Regions from separate parts of the Mus musculus genome. Here region 1 is linked to region 2. Evidence: chromatin contacts called from public promoter capture Hi-C data. All regions are on one chromosome and are shown on one strand. Each heading gives the region's core, a stretch centred on a gene start, on an enhancer-like site or on the middle of the called end of the contact. The rest is flanking DNA. Distances are from core to core; before and after follow the strand shown.

Region 1 (7,153 bases), core at 4,096-6,595, 530 kb before region 2:
CTCTCTCTCTCTCTTTCTCTCTCTGCCTATAGATAAGAATATAAAGTTCTCAGCTTAATAGCCATGCCTGCCTGCATGCCACAATGCTCTCTGCCATGATAATAACGTACTAAGCCTCTGAAGTTGCAAGCAAGCTCTCAGTTAAATGTTTTCCTTTGTAAGAGTTGCCTTGGTCATGGTGTCTCTTCACAGCAATAGAACAGTGACTAAGACAACTCTTCCAAAACTTCATGGCCCCATTTCATCCCCTGTTATAGCTGTGAACACACATTGCCAATGTATATTGTACCACGGAATTTCTGTGTGTCTGTTGTCTTGTACCATGATCTTCAGGGCATGGTTAAGTTTATTACAGTAGAAAGGGTTCATTATGGCTCCCCAGCTTTGACTTTATTAACATCACAAATGCCATTATGATGGACTCTACAGAAAGGTGCTTGGTTCTCCCGTTCTCTGCTTTACAGTGGAGAGCTGTGCCAAAAACTTCCTGTTTGTTCACTCACCTCGAGGACTAATTTCTCTCTTCATCTCTAAGTAGATGTTCCAGTAGAGCTGGATAGTCATCCATTTTGTCCCACAGGACTCTCCCTGTCATCATAAGAAGCAGTAGAGAGTTATAGGGGCAAAGGCTTGGTTGGTTGTGTCAGACTATGAGTTTGATGAACTTTTCACAGGGTAAGTCTTTTGTGTCTCGCTTGCTTGGCTCAGCAATCTCTGTGAGAGTTGTGTGTTCCTGTGAGTGTGAATGTGTACATTCTCAGGCACATGCATATGGCAGTCAGAGGTCAAGCTTGGGTGTTGTCCCTTAGGAGGTGTTCATAATGTTCCTTAAAACAGCCTCTCTATGTTCACAGTCAGCTATTGGATGGATCACAGGGCCCCCAATAGAGGAGCTAGAGAAAGCACCCAAGGTGCTGAAGGGGTCTGCAACCCTATAGGAGGAACAACAATATGAACTAACCAGTACCCCGGAGCTCTTGACTCTAGCTGCATATGTAGCAGAAGATGGCCTAGTCGGCCATCATTGGGAAGAGAGGCCCCTTGGTCTTGCAAACTTTATATGCCTCAGTACAGGGGAATGCCAGGGCCAAGAAGTGGGAGTGGGTGGGTAGGGGAGTGGCAGGGGGAGGGTCTGGGGGACTTTTGGGATAGCATTTGAAATGTAAATGAAGAAAATACCTAATTTTTTAAAAAGAAAAAACAAACAAACAAACAAAACAGGCTCTCTAATTGGCTTGGGGCTCACTAAAGTGCCTAGCTAGTTAGCCCTAGAGATCTTTGGGTCTCTGCCTCTCCACTGGTGGGATTACAAGTGCGAGCCACTATGCCTGGCTTGTGGCTTCTGAGGACTGAATTAAAGACCTATACTTGTACAGCAAGCACCTTAGATACCGTCTCCCTGGTCTCTCTTTATGAGATTCTTCCATGTGATTTTTCTGTAGTTGTTTCGTGGCCAAGTTCTTTCTGAACAGCAAAGCTCAGTTTTAGTTTCGTGCCTTGTGGCCCACAGCAAAGTCACGGAATACTTTCCACAGCCTGCTCACGGTCTCATCCCATCTGGGTTATTTTTAGAACTTGCAAAATATTCTTGAGTCTATCAGACAGTTTGGGATCATCTCTGTACGTATGACGCAGGCCTGATCATTAAGAATTGTAGAGAAAGATGCCTACTGTGGGATTCTACTCTCAGAGAGTCTAGATTCTCCAGCTCTTAATTTAAAAAAATTACTTTTTAAAATTTTTATTTTTGTGTATGATTGTTTGCCTGTGTGTATGTATGTGTACCATATGTGTGGAGTGTCCTTGGGATTTGGAAGAGTGCGGGATGCTCTAGAACTAGTGTGTTACAGATGGTTGTGAGCTGTCGTGTTGGGGGCTGAGAATTGAAGGCAGGTTCTCTGGAAGAGCAACCAATGCTCTTAACCATTGAGCCATCTCTCCAACCCTTATTTTTAAATTACGTGTTCATGACTGTGAATGGGTTTGTTCACATGGGTGTAGTTCCTAAATAGGTCAGAAGAGGGTGCCAGATCTCCTGAAGCTGGAATTACAGGCAGTTGTGATCTACTTGACATGGGTGCTGGAAACTGAACGTGAGTCCTTTGCAAGAGTGGTACTAGCTCCTAACTGCTGAGCCAACTCTTCAGACCTTTACTCTAATTCATATGTAATATATATATTACAAGCTAGGATCCATATCTGAGAGAGATTGTGAGGCCTTTTCTTTCTGAATTTGTGTCACCTTGCTAAAATTTACTTTCCAGTCACCCGTCTCCCTGAAAGTTTCATATTTTCATTATGCAGAGTAAAATTCCATTATGCATATTACAACATTATGTACTCGCCAGTTGATGAGCATCTAAGTTAGCTAGCTCCCTTTCCTTGCTAGGGTAAAGATTTATATATAGTCATGTATCTGCAAGCGTCTTTAGGGTCCTTTGGGTATATGTGCCCCAAATCCACTTTTTTTTCAAGCACACCAGTGGTTTTTAAGTCTGGGGGATCCAAACTTCTATTCTCAAGAGGTTTACTGTCCAAGCCATCTTCCTAGGACATTTCATTTTAAAAGAAACTTTTAAATTTTATTTATTTATTTACGGGACCAGAGAGCTATCAGGAGTCAGTTTTTTTCTTTCTACCATGTGGGTCCCGGGGATGAGACTCGGATTTTCAGGCTTGGCAGCAAGTGCCTAACCTGCCGAGTCCTCTCATGGGTCCTTTTTCTGTTGAAGGAAAATAATTTGCCTCTGATTAAATATCATCAACAACTTCCCCTCCTCCTTGAGATCCTTCCCGACACTAAGTGTGTGCTGGTTGCTGCCTCTGCCTAGACTCACTTCCAGTCATCTCCCCAGGCTCAGCTTCCAGCTTCCAGTGTTATTGGGAGCCCTTCCCCCACTCACCTTCATTGTTTCTTTGGCCCTTTGGATGTTTGTTCTCTCCACTGGTACTGGAGATGGAACTCCAGGGCTTGGCTATGCCAGGGCAAGCACTGTATGCCCCCAGTAGCAAGTCTCTCTTCTGCCTTTAATTTTTATCTTGAGATAAGGTCTTGCTAAAGTTGCCAAGGCTGGCTCAAACTTGTGGTCCTTCTGCCTTAGCCTCCTGAGTATCTGGGATTACATGTAAGCACCAGCTTACTTGCTCCATACTGGTAATTATACCCTCTGTGCTATGTTTACCAAAGCAGTTGGCATTTGCATATTCTCCTCCAGAACTGCAGCGTGACATGTCTGTCTCTTCTGAAATATGGAGCTCTTTGGCATCTGGGAGACTGTCTTGCTTACGTCTTCATCTCTCAGAGTGCCTAGGTGAGACGAGGTACTTGGAAAATTGGTTGAATAAATAAAAATAAATTGGAGTACAACATATCTTATATACTCATTCATTCAAGAAATATTGAGTGTTTGAACATGTCTGCCCATGTTCCAGATGCTGAAAATAAGCAAAACAAACATTCCTGCCCTGAGGGACATGAAAGATAGGAGAGGTTATACAGGCCAGGCAGAGAGGCAAAGCACAGAAAAGGGAGACGGCATGGTGAGGGTGGGACTTGATATCCATCAAAGGAAATACCTTTTGAATAGAAATGTGAAGTGAGACACATCTTCCCGATGCTCAGGAGAACATATCCTAAGTGCAAGAGTCATTCATGTTCCAGGGGCAGGAAGGAGGCTGGTGTGGCTGGCTGAGGCAAGAGGAAGAAGGAAATGCGCTTAGTTAGAAAAAAGGTACAGATTGCACGTGATCTAGGGGTCCCTGGAATAAAGGCTGTTTTTTAAAAAAATAATGTGCCCAAGATAGAAACCATTGGGTTTTTTTTTATAAAAAAATGATTTATTTTACATTCTAATCGTTTTCCCTTCCTTCCTCTCCTCCCCCCCAGCCCCCAGGAACATTATTTTGGCTTAGGCTTTAACAAGATCCCAGTGACTGCTGTGTTGACTACAGGCTGGAATGAAGGAGAGCAGGTAGGGAAGATGCTATTGCAGTATTCCCAGCATGCAGATGTCTAAAGGTGGGGCTGGCAGGCTGGCTAATGGATTAAGATGGCTATGATTGGAAGAGAGGAGTGAAGGGTGGCTGAGACCTTTGGCCTGATCATTAAAAACAAAACAAAACAAAACAAAACAAAACAAAACTGGGCTTGACATGAACTGTATGTAATGAGGAAGATTGTGTAATAACCATATGCAGTGTGTTAAGGTACAAGTTCTAGTGTTTGATGCTGGACATGTTAAGTTTGACACATTGCTCACACTTAAAACATACATTTACTAACTGTGATAAATTCAGCTTTTTTTGTTTTGCTCTTTGAGACAGGTTCTTACTATGTAGTCCAGACTGGTTTGGAACTTGCTTTGTAGCCTAGGCTGATCCCAAACTTGCAATCCTCCTGCTTCAGCCTCTTTCAGTGAGATTATGGGTGTAGACCATCTTATACACAGCAATAAAGTCAGCCTCATTTGCTAAACACCAAGATAACGTGCAAGAAGCTTTATATAGACTGCCATTTAATCTTCTCACTCATTCTATATAATCCTAACATTTTGTTGCCTTTTGTGGATGAGCAATTGTGGCCAGTTGATATTCGATATAAGCTAATTTGGGGTTGGGACCCGCTCAGTCTTCAGAGCTCTATTTGTCAATCTGGATCCGAAGCAGTAGGGGACCACTTTCTAAACATATTTGCCACAGATTTAGGTTCTGTTGTGAAAAGGTGCCTGGAACAGGAACCAAGATTTTTAATTCCAGGCCAACAGCAGCTGTGAAAATGTACATGAAGGGAGCAGGTGTTTGAAAGCGCCACTATCCTAAGACAGTGTTAAAGAATCGGAGATCATGCCTTCGTTTCGGCCGCTATTTCTCTGAGTAAACAAGATACTAGAACCTGCCGTGAACCCTTAGTGGCGTTAAAGCAACTCCCAAATGTGGCTAATTTGGAAACACTGCACTGGAGAGAGGGCGCATGGGTCTGGGACCCTTGCCCAGACTACATCCTTTTGAAAGTTTAACCTCGTGTGGCCTTCCTTAGGTGGCCCTCAAGAAAGACCAGGATACGGAGCACAAAGGCCGGGAACCGCTTAGGGCCTCAGCATCCGCTCAGTTGTCCGCCTCCCCTGCCCCCGTGGCCCCCAACACAGAGAACGCTGGCCCGCAGCCGAGCTGCGCATGCGCTCTGGGTAAGGTCCGCTCCCCGCGACGTCAAGGGGCTTGCGCCCGTTCCCAAAGCCCCGCCTCCTAGCGCCTGAGGCGACCCGGGCGGGGGGTGGGGGGTGGGGTCGAGCCACGCCCCCAGCCGAGTCGAGGAGGGCCGACCGGAGCCGAACGCCTCCGAGTGCCACCGAGCTCGGCCGAGCGGCCGGGAGTCAGTTGGTGCTGCTCGTCTTCGCCCCAGAAGCAGTCCGTGGATCTGGCGTCGCCACCGCCGCCGCCGCCGCCTCCGCGGGGCCTGTGCCGGCCGGCCGCCCACCAAGGAAGGAGGGAGGCTCGCGGCGTGGGGAGAGCAGCGGGGGCCACGGGTGCCGCCGCCGCCGCCGCCAGGTGAGCGCCCGCCGAGGCCCAACGTCCCCAGAGCTGTCAGTCCCGGGCGTCTGTGTGTCTCCCCGCCTGTCAGCCCCTGTGTGTCTGCGAGCGCCTTCCCGCCAGGCCCGGCTCCCGCCCGGCCCTGTCAGCCGCCAGCACCCCCGCTCCGAGCGGCCCCGCCCCTTCCCCCCGATGTCCCGCCTTCCCCATCTGTCAGCGCCGCGCTCGCTCGCCGTGGGCTCCACGCCCGGGAGTCCAGGGTCTGGGTGGTCGCGCGGGACAGAGTTGCAGAAGGAGCCGAAGCGGGCCGGAGGTGGGGGGCCTGGCCGTGGGTGCGTGTGTCCGCATCCCGCGGGCGGCTGGCGAGCGGCTGGCACCGGTGCGTCTGGTGAAATGAGCGTCGGGACTCGAACCACTCCGGGGTACAGTGGAATCCTCCTTGCCCACGCGGAAACACCCGGGTTCTGGGATATCCAGATGGGCGTGTGAGCAGAGTTTGGGACCTGGGAAGCCTCTCCAGTTTGGGGTTTTCATTCAGAGAAACCTGTTGGAAGTGATTGGGGAGTGGGTGGGGTGTGGGGCTTAGGGTGCAAAGTACCTGAGAGCTTGAGGCATTCTGAGTTGTGTGGCTTGCATTTGTGAACAGTGATTGCCAGGGTAGTGTGTCCTGTGAGAAACTGTTATGTGACGCGGGTGGGGGTGGGGGTGTTAGAGAAGGGAAGGCATGCTCTTTTCTGCCTTTCTGGATGTCATGCCAACACATATATTTATCTAGATAGCCTAAAATGTTTATTCATGAGGCATCTACACATTTTTTTAATGAAAAAAAAGAGTACGGCACTTTTCATATATATATATATATATATATATATATATATATATATATATATATATATACACATACATACACACACACACACACACAAACACACATGGTCTCGTATGTTGCTATCTTGATTTATTTTTTTGTTTGTGGTAACGTAGCATCACAATATTTCAAAACTAACAGAAATGTGTTCTAAAATAATTGGTAGCTTGCCGGATAATTCTCAACCGAGGAGAAAAGATCCAAAAGCACACTTCATTAGCTGGAACAACTGATTTCGGGCTTAATTTGCTTCTAAGAGACATACAGTGGAAAAATCCAGAAACAGCAAAGAATGTATCAAAGAGACTTAGGAAATGAGCAAAAGGGCCTTTGTATGTGTGTGCCTTGGAGAGATGGTATCAAAGCAGCTTTAAGGGACAGGGCTGCTGTGTAATGATAAACATATTAACCAAGTTGGTTTTGTGACCTTGATACATTGGGCCATGCTTGATTTGTGCAGTGGTTCATGACAGGCAAACATTGCGTGGGAAGTGTGGTAATTTTTTTGGAAAAGAAAAAGTTCCCTATGATGGTTTTTTCCCTCAGTTGAAGTGAGATTTCAGACTAGTTGTGTCCAAAATTGGGATGTACGGGGTGTGGTGTGGTGTGGTGTGTGTGTGTGTGTGTGTGTGAGAGAGAGAGAGAGAGAGAGAGAGAATGAGCATGTGTGAGCACTTGTGTATGGGTGAGCATCTCTGTTTTTCTGTCTCTGATTTATTTTTAAGGCAGAAAATTTGAGTAACAAACGCGTAAGGGAAA
Region 2 (6,209 bases), core at 512-3,011:
CTCACAGATTCCCTGTAGGCATGCCCACTGCCTTCCAGAGCCTTGAATTCCTTTGCTCTGATTTCCTTGGGAGCCGATTAAGTCATGAGGTACTGGGAGGCCCCTGGTGCTTGCTAGGTGCTTGCTAGGTGTTTGCTAGGTGCTTGCTAGACTTTGCCCTGTCCTCAGCTTCTTCTGTGAACTATGATCTTCGTCTGGGGCCTTGGGAGGTTTCTGGTCTCTTCCCTTAGACACAGGGGAGATGGAAGTCACTGTCAGCTGCTACTGAGGCTGGTAGAGGGGGTCTTTGTGTCTGTTTTCTTTTGCACAGGTGCACACACACACAGCACGTACATCAATATGGTGTGGTCAGATGTGGCCTGGCTTGACTGCACAGGCTGTTCTATTACCCATGGTCAGCCTTCCCTTCTGTGTGGGCCAGCTATAGCATAGTGAGGAGTTCCAGAATCCCCCAAACACAGCATAGCCTTAGGGTAGAGTGCTCAGTATCTAACCCAAGGTGGCTGAGGCCCAGACATGACATACTTTACCCAGTTTCATGTGGAGCTTTGAAGCGATGAGATGGGGGGGCTCAGAACTCTAGGACAAAAATGACCTAGTACGGCCCAGGTCTTAAACTCAATAAGAGAAAGAGTGAGGAGGTCTCTGAAGGGCAGGTGGAAGGCTATGTTAGAATTCAAATAGCCTGTTTGAAATTATTAATAATTTCATAAAACTTTGGAGTGCCAAGCCTCAGAAAACAGTGGGTGTGCTTTATGTTAAAGCTTGAGACTTCCCAAAAGGACATGGCTTAAAATTAAGTAGGACAATTGCAATTCGGTTTTTTTTTTTTTAAAAGATCAAACACAAACATATTATAACCTTGGGTTTTCACTTAATATCCTGGGGCCATCCAAGTAGTGTATAGGCATCTGGGAAGTGTTACTGTCTTGTGAGAAGGGAAAGTCCTGTTATAGTAATGACTGGGCAAGGGGTGGTGGCCCAGAAACAGAGAAGGGAGCATCAGAGTGGGGAAGCCACCAAGAGCTCCAGGAACGAGAGGGGACCCACAGGTCACAGCTCTCGGGAAGGAGGGAAGAAAAGTCCACAGGTCACAGATTGGGACTTTGTGCTGGAGGAAGTCACATGGTGGGACATGCTCGGCTCCTTCCCAGGGTCCTCCAGCCCCACCCCTGCCCTGGGGCTTTTCTCTAGTCACACTGTCCACCTGATACGCCCTAGAAAACCTCTCAGGTCTCTTGACTGAACCTCTCCCAGGCTATTCTCTTTGCTGGCAGTCTTCTGCCTCTGCTATCATCCATGTCAGATGCACACAGACTCAGAGCATCTTAGGTCTACCCTGCTCATGTACTGAGTATAATTTGCTGCTCCTTAGGTGTGGGTTTCCATTTTTCACTTAAAATGTTTGGTCTGATGTCCATCTGTTCTGCAGGACCAAATGCTAAGGGCAAAGCCTGCCTGTCACCCTGTCCCTAGCACTAGGACAGGCACAGACAGATATAGCAGCAATACAATAACTCCTGAGGAAGGACGAATGGCTGCCAATGGTTCATGCCTTCACCAACTCTGCAGCCAATGACCTGGGCCAAATGAGAACTTTCCAATGGTCCATGAGAGCTTTGACTTTGGACTCCATGTGCATTTCCACGGTCAAGTCCAAAGCATTGGGAAATAAGAGCCTGTGTCGTAAGAAGGTGTCCTGGTGACGTGGGTGCCGCTGCCCAACACACCTCCCACAGCTTGCTGTTGTCAGACAGCATCCCTTACACTTTGCTCACAGACTCTGAGGGCAGGGACAAGTGAAGGACACCAGGGGACAGCTCCTTTCTGCTTTGTAATATTTGAGCAGCTCAGCTGGGATGACTACAGTTCTGGGAATGGGGATCCTCTTCAAGACGCTTCTTTGCTCCCGTGTCTGGGATCCAGGCTGTTGTGGCTCAAGGCTGAGGTTGCAGGATTATCATCTGAAGCAGCACACATGGCCTCAAGTGGTTTCAGGGTAGTGGGGGGTTAGGGTTTCTGAGTGGCAGCTTATGCTTCCAAGTGCTCTATGCTGTAACGTGGAGGTCGGTCGTATGGCAATGGAGCCTCACTTCTGTATTCTGGTGATCTGAGGTTTCCAGCTTAAGGAGAAGGACCACAGACCCCAAATCTCAAGGAAACTCTTGTCAAACTGCTATGGATAATTTATGCATGGTAGATCTCTGGCATCAGGTTGGCATACGATCATTCAAAAAAAAAAAAAACCGGATGAACAAACCTATTTCCCATTCAGTTTTTCACCTCTGTTACGAACATTCCAATTAGCTTTGCAAAAAGGGAAGAGGTTTGGTGTTTCACAGTCCAGGGTTCAAATCCTAATTTTATGACTGTATCCATGGGCTCTTGGGCAAGTCACTTGGACCGACCCACTTGAAACTCACCCATTGATGGCCTGATACTGTAGTGAGTTAGTGAGCTACTGGAGAAGCTTGCAGCCTGGTGAGAGCCCAGTGATGGCTTCCTATTGTGCTCATCTAGGCTCCTCCATGTAGGGAGAGTCGGAATAAATGGCTCTCAAACGGTCTTCCTGGATTTAGGCCAGCCACGACCAAAAGGGATCCAGTTTATGTCCTTGCGTTAGTTGCTAAGTTAAGGACCCGGAGACACAGAGAGAACCCTATTATCAGTCCTGGGGGCATATGTGTCCAGGGGGCAAGGGAGGTGGAGGGAGGCAGCTGGGTGACGAATATGCTTCTGGAGCAGTGTGTGGTGGGCCACAGATCTCCTGATCTGTTCTTAGTTATTTATACAGATTCAGTTAAAATCTGACAGCTTTCTGACTTGAGAAGATCGCAGGAAGAATCAGCACACGAATAAGGCAGAAGCAAGCTCTTAGCTGCCTCCTAATGTGACCTAATGCTTAAGAACTGTACCATTTTCATGTATAATCTCATTTGATCACACCAGTATCTTTTTGAGGTAGGTCCTTGCATTGATTCCACTTTACAGACAGACACAGAACCTCAGATAAACAGAGTGAGTTGACCAGCCCCTCCTGGTGTGATCACCTCAAGAATACTGATGCGGCCCCCAACTGTTTGCACTGAAGCAAAGGGTCCCAAGGGGTTAGTGAGGCACATCCTGTTCCGTGTGGCTCAAATGTCTTGGTGTTGAGTTCTCATTCAGTTCGGACATTAGACTCCCTCCAGGAGAGGGAAGGAAAAAGACTTTGAAGATCCTGTGTAGGGTCTCAAAACCAGATCCTATGGGAGGGCATTGCCTGACATCATAGAGGGAAAGCTGATTATGGGGTCAAGAGCATCTATGCTTGCTGAGCGGCACTGGGAAATGGATCAATGGCTTCCAATGACCTGCAGAGTGATATTAGCCAGTTAGAGCTGTCTGCGACCCATCAGGTCCCTTTAACTCCTTCCACTAGTGGAGCTATTGTACTGATCATGCTTCTTTTAATCATGTTTTCATCTGAAATTTGAAGTTGTGCCACTGGCCCAAGGCCATACTGTAGTGGATGGAGCTGAGATTTGAATCCAGACCTCTGACACTGATTCAGCTCTCATTATCTATGTATGGCGCTTCCAGGGAAAGATGGCCCCTGGAATGTCTGGCTAACGCTGGTGAGAGCAAAGGTGTCCCTACTCTCTGCCTCTTCCATCTTTTCCCAGCTGGAAGTAAAAGAGTAGAGTTCCCAGACTACTGATGGGCTGGGGGAACTGCCCCAAGTGGGATATCAATTTGGTTAGCCACATGTTCCTCTGTGGCAAGAATGAGGGGAGGCCCTGGGAAGATAGCTATAAACAAGGCAGGACAGATGCAGGTAGAGTCCATGGTAGTGCCGTGTTCTGGGCTCTGATAGACGTAGGCAATGTGGACGACCTCTTTGTCTTCCCTGGACCTCATATATTCTCCCACTTCCAACTGCCTAAGTCTACACTGTCAGTGTTGATGACAGGCTAAGGATTGATAGTCACCAGGAATGGCCCCCAGCTAGTGAGTGACAGCCTAGTGGATTTATACCCAGGGGACTCAGATGCATGCTCTGCCTCAAATCACAGCAAAGCAGACTTCTGGCTGCCCATAGTGGGAAATTTGCTGGTACACTGAACTTGGCCCTTCTCTGTACAGTCTGCCAGGGGGACTGGGGAGGGACTCAGAGATGGACGGCAAACTGCTCTGTGTGTGTGTGTGTGTGTGTGTGTGTGTGTGTGTGTGTGTGTGTGTCTGTCTGTCTGTCTGTCTGTCTGTCTGTCTGTCTGTCTTAAGGCTTCTATTACTGTGATAAAACACCATGATCAAAAGCAACTTGGGGAGGAAGGGGCTTATTTTAGCTTATGGTTCGGCATCACAGTCCATCACTGAAGGAGTCAGGGCAGGATCTCAAACAGAGCAGGGACCTAAAGCTGATGCAGAGGCTATGGGGGGAGTGCTGCCTACTGGCTTGTTCCTCCTGGTGCATTCAGTTTGTTTTCTTATATATCCCAGGACCACCTGCCCAGGGGTAGCACTGCCCAAAATGGGCTGGTCCTCCCACATCAAAGTTCAATCAAGAAAATGCTCTACGACTCACTGTTAATCCTATAGAGGCAGAGTTTCTTAATTCAGATTTCTTCTTCCCAAATGACCCTACCTTGTGTCAAGTCAAAAGTGAAACTAACCATACAAGGTCTGTGAGTCAGAGATGGGGGCAAAATCGACCCTCAAAAGAATCTAAAGTAAGTCCTCAGAGTGCGTGGGAGTCAGCCGGTGGAAGGGGAGACAGGGATGGAGAGCAGAGAGACAGATGCTCAGGGGAAGTTAGTCCGGAGGAACGTGAAGACTCAGTGCATCCAAGTGTGGTGGAGTGGGGTGAAATTGTGAAGCTGAGGCTGACCATAGGAGCTACAGAGGACAATCTGTGCTTCACCTTAGCACCTTGGGCAGACACGGAAGACTCGAGGCTAGGGAAGTTTGTGAAAGATTTAGAAGCCAAGACGGCGTTTGCTGGGTTCAGCTGAGCATGCTCTAGAAGCTCCTTCTGGGCAGGAAGGAAGAGAGTGTGTTGGGCCAGTTCTCCTTCAAGGAACTTCTTCTTGCTACTGGTCTTCCCTCTTAGGAACCCATAAAGTCGGGCACTGTGGGTAATTATAGGCTTAAAGAGGCCCAGGGCTGGGAGTCTGAAGATATGTGGGGAGTGTGCTGTGGACAGGAGCCAGAGTGCTGGCCTAGCTGCAAGTGAGGGAATGGGACACCCAGACACCCAAGGTCCCCATAACGTGTCCCAGAGCAGGTCCATTTACAGGCATCTAAGGATGGAGCTCAATGTTGCCACAAGCCAGTCACCAATACTCTGGTCCTAGTTTTTTTTTCTCAGGGTTTGTTTCTGTGGTTGCTGAGGTAGGTTCTTGGTACAGTGGATGCTTTCTTTTGGAGTTCTTGGTCTCAGTGGGTTCTGCATGGTGAAGAAAGCTATGTTCTTCCAAGGCAGAAGTGCTTCCCAGGCATTTTGAATAGGCTGCCTGGGGTTTCCTTCTTGTCATGTCCTCTACCTTCTTCACTTAAACCCATTTGAGAAAGACAATCCATGTGGCTTGAAAACTTCATGAACAACGGAGACTAGAGCTGGAAAGATTTGTATTTGAATTCTCCTCTTCCCACCCTCTGTATCTCTCCTGGAAAAAGTTCCTTTTGCTCAGGAAGCCTCAGTTTTCTCATCTCTGCAATGGGATGACAACACCCATTGCAGGTTAGTTGGGAGCACCAGACTTAATGGATAGGTGTTAATACGTAACAGCCATGAAGTCAGTATTTTGACTATGCCATTCCTCCTTACCCTTGTTTTAAAGATGTACAAAGACATACAAAGCCTTCCCAGGGCTACTTCCCACACTCCGTTTATGGGATAGATGATCTTAAAGAAGATGGAAACAAGACCCAGACAGACGGAGGGTCTTGTGAAAGCCGCTCTGGCTAATTAAGCTCTGTTTGTAGTTCTTTGGCAAAGCACAATCATTTGTTAGCTCTAATTAAAAGAAACTATAAAAACAACATAGAACCCAACTGAATGTTTGGAAGACAGAGGGTGGGGGATCAACCCTGTCTCATGAGGTTGGCAGCCTAGCAGTGCAGCAAGGACCCAGCTCATCCATGCTGGTCTGGACCACAGTGCCACAGTGCCACAGTGCCCTGTTCCCCATTCCAGATGAACCATTATCCCGTTAATGGTTTCCTGT

Evidence for each region. Promoter capture Hi-C pulls out the DNA fragments that hold promoters and counts their contacts.
Region 1: a promoter capture Hi-C map of liver shows a contact between it and region 2, with 2.4 times the contacts expected there. The contact joins the promoter of Zhx3 here to the enhancer-like site in region 2. A contact is called at or near these places in 11 of 39 promoter capture datasets (the 3T3-L1 cell line, 3T3-L1-derived adipocytes, the HPC-7 cell line and 6 more) and 1 of 9 other capture datasets (liver).

Annotation. Positions count from the first base shown.
Region 1 is chr2:160,871,182-160,878,334 of GRCm38.p6, reverse strand. Zhx3 (zinc fingers and homeoboxes 3) reads left to right here and starts at 5,345. Exons shown (of 4, transcript NM_177263.3): 1 at 5,345-5,544. Gm35129 (a long non-coding RNA gene) reads right to left here and starts at 5,337. Exons shown (of 3, transcript XR_866921.2): 1 at 2,904-5,337; 2 at 504-588.
Region 2 is chr2:160,335,248-160,341,456 of GRCm38.p6, reverse strand. It overlaps Gm46773 and a transcript of Gm826 not described here. Among named protein-coding and RNA genes, the nearest start is that of Gm826, 11 kb to the right of the region's middle. Within about 2 kb of position 1,761, at least 5 of the 459 cell types and tissues checked have an H3K27ac peak or open chromatin away from gene starts, as enhancers often do. A contact at or near this core is called in liver, where this site is marked.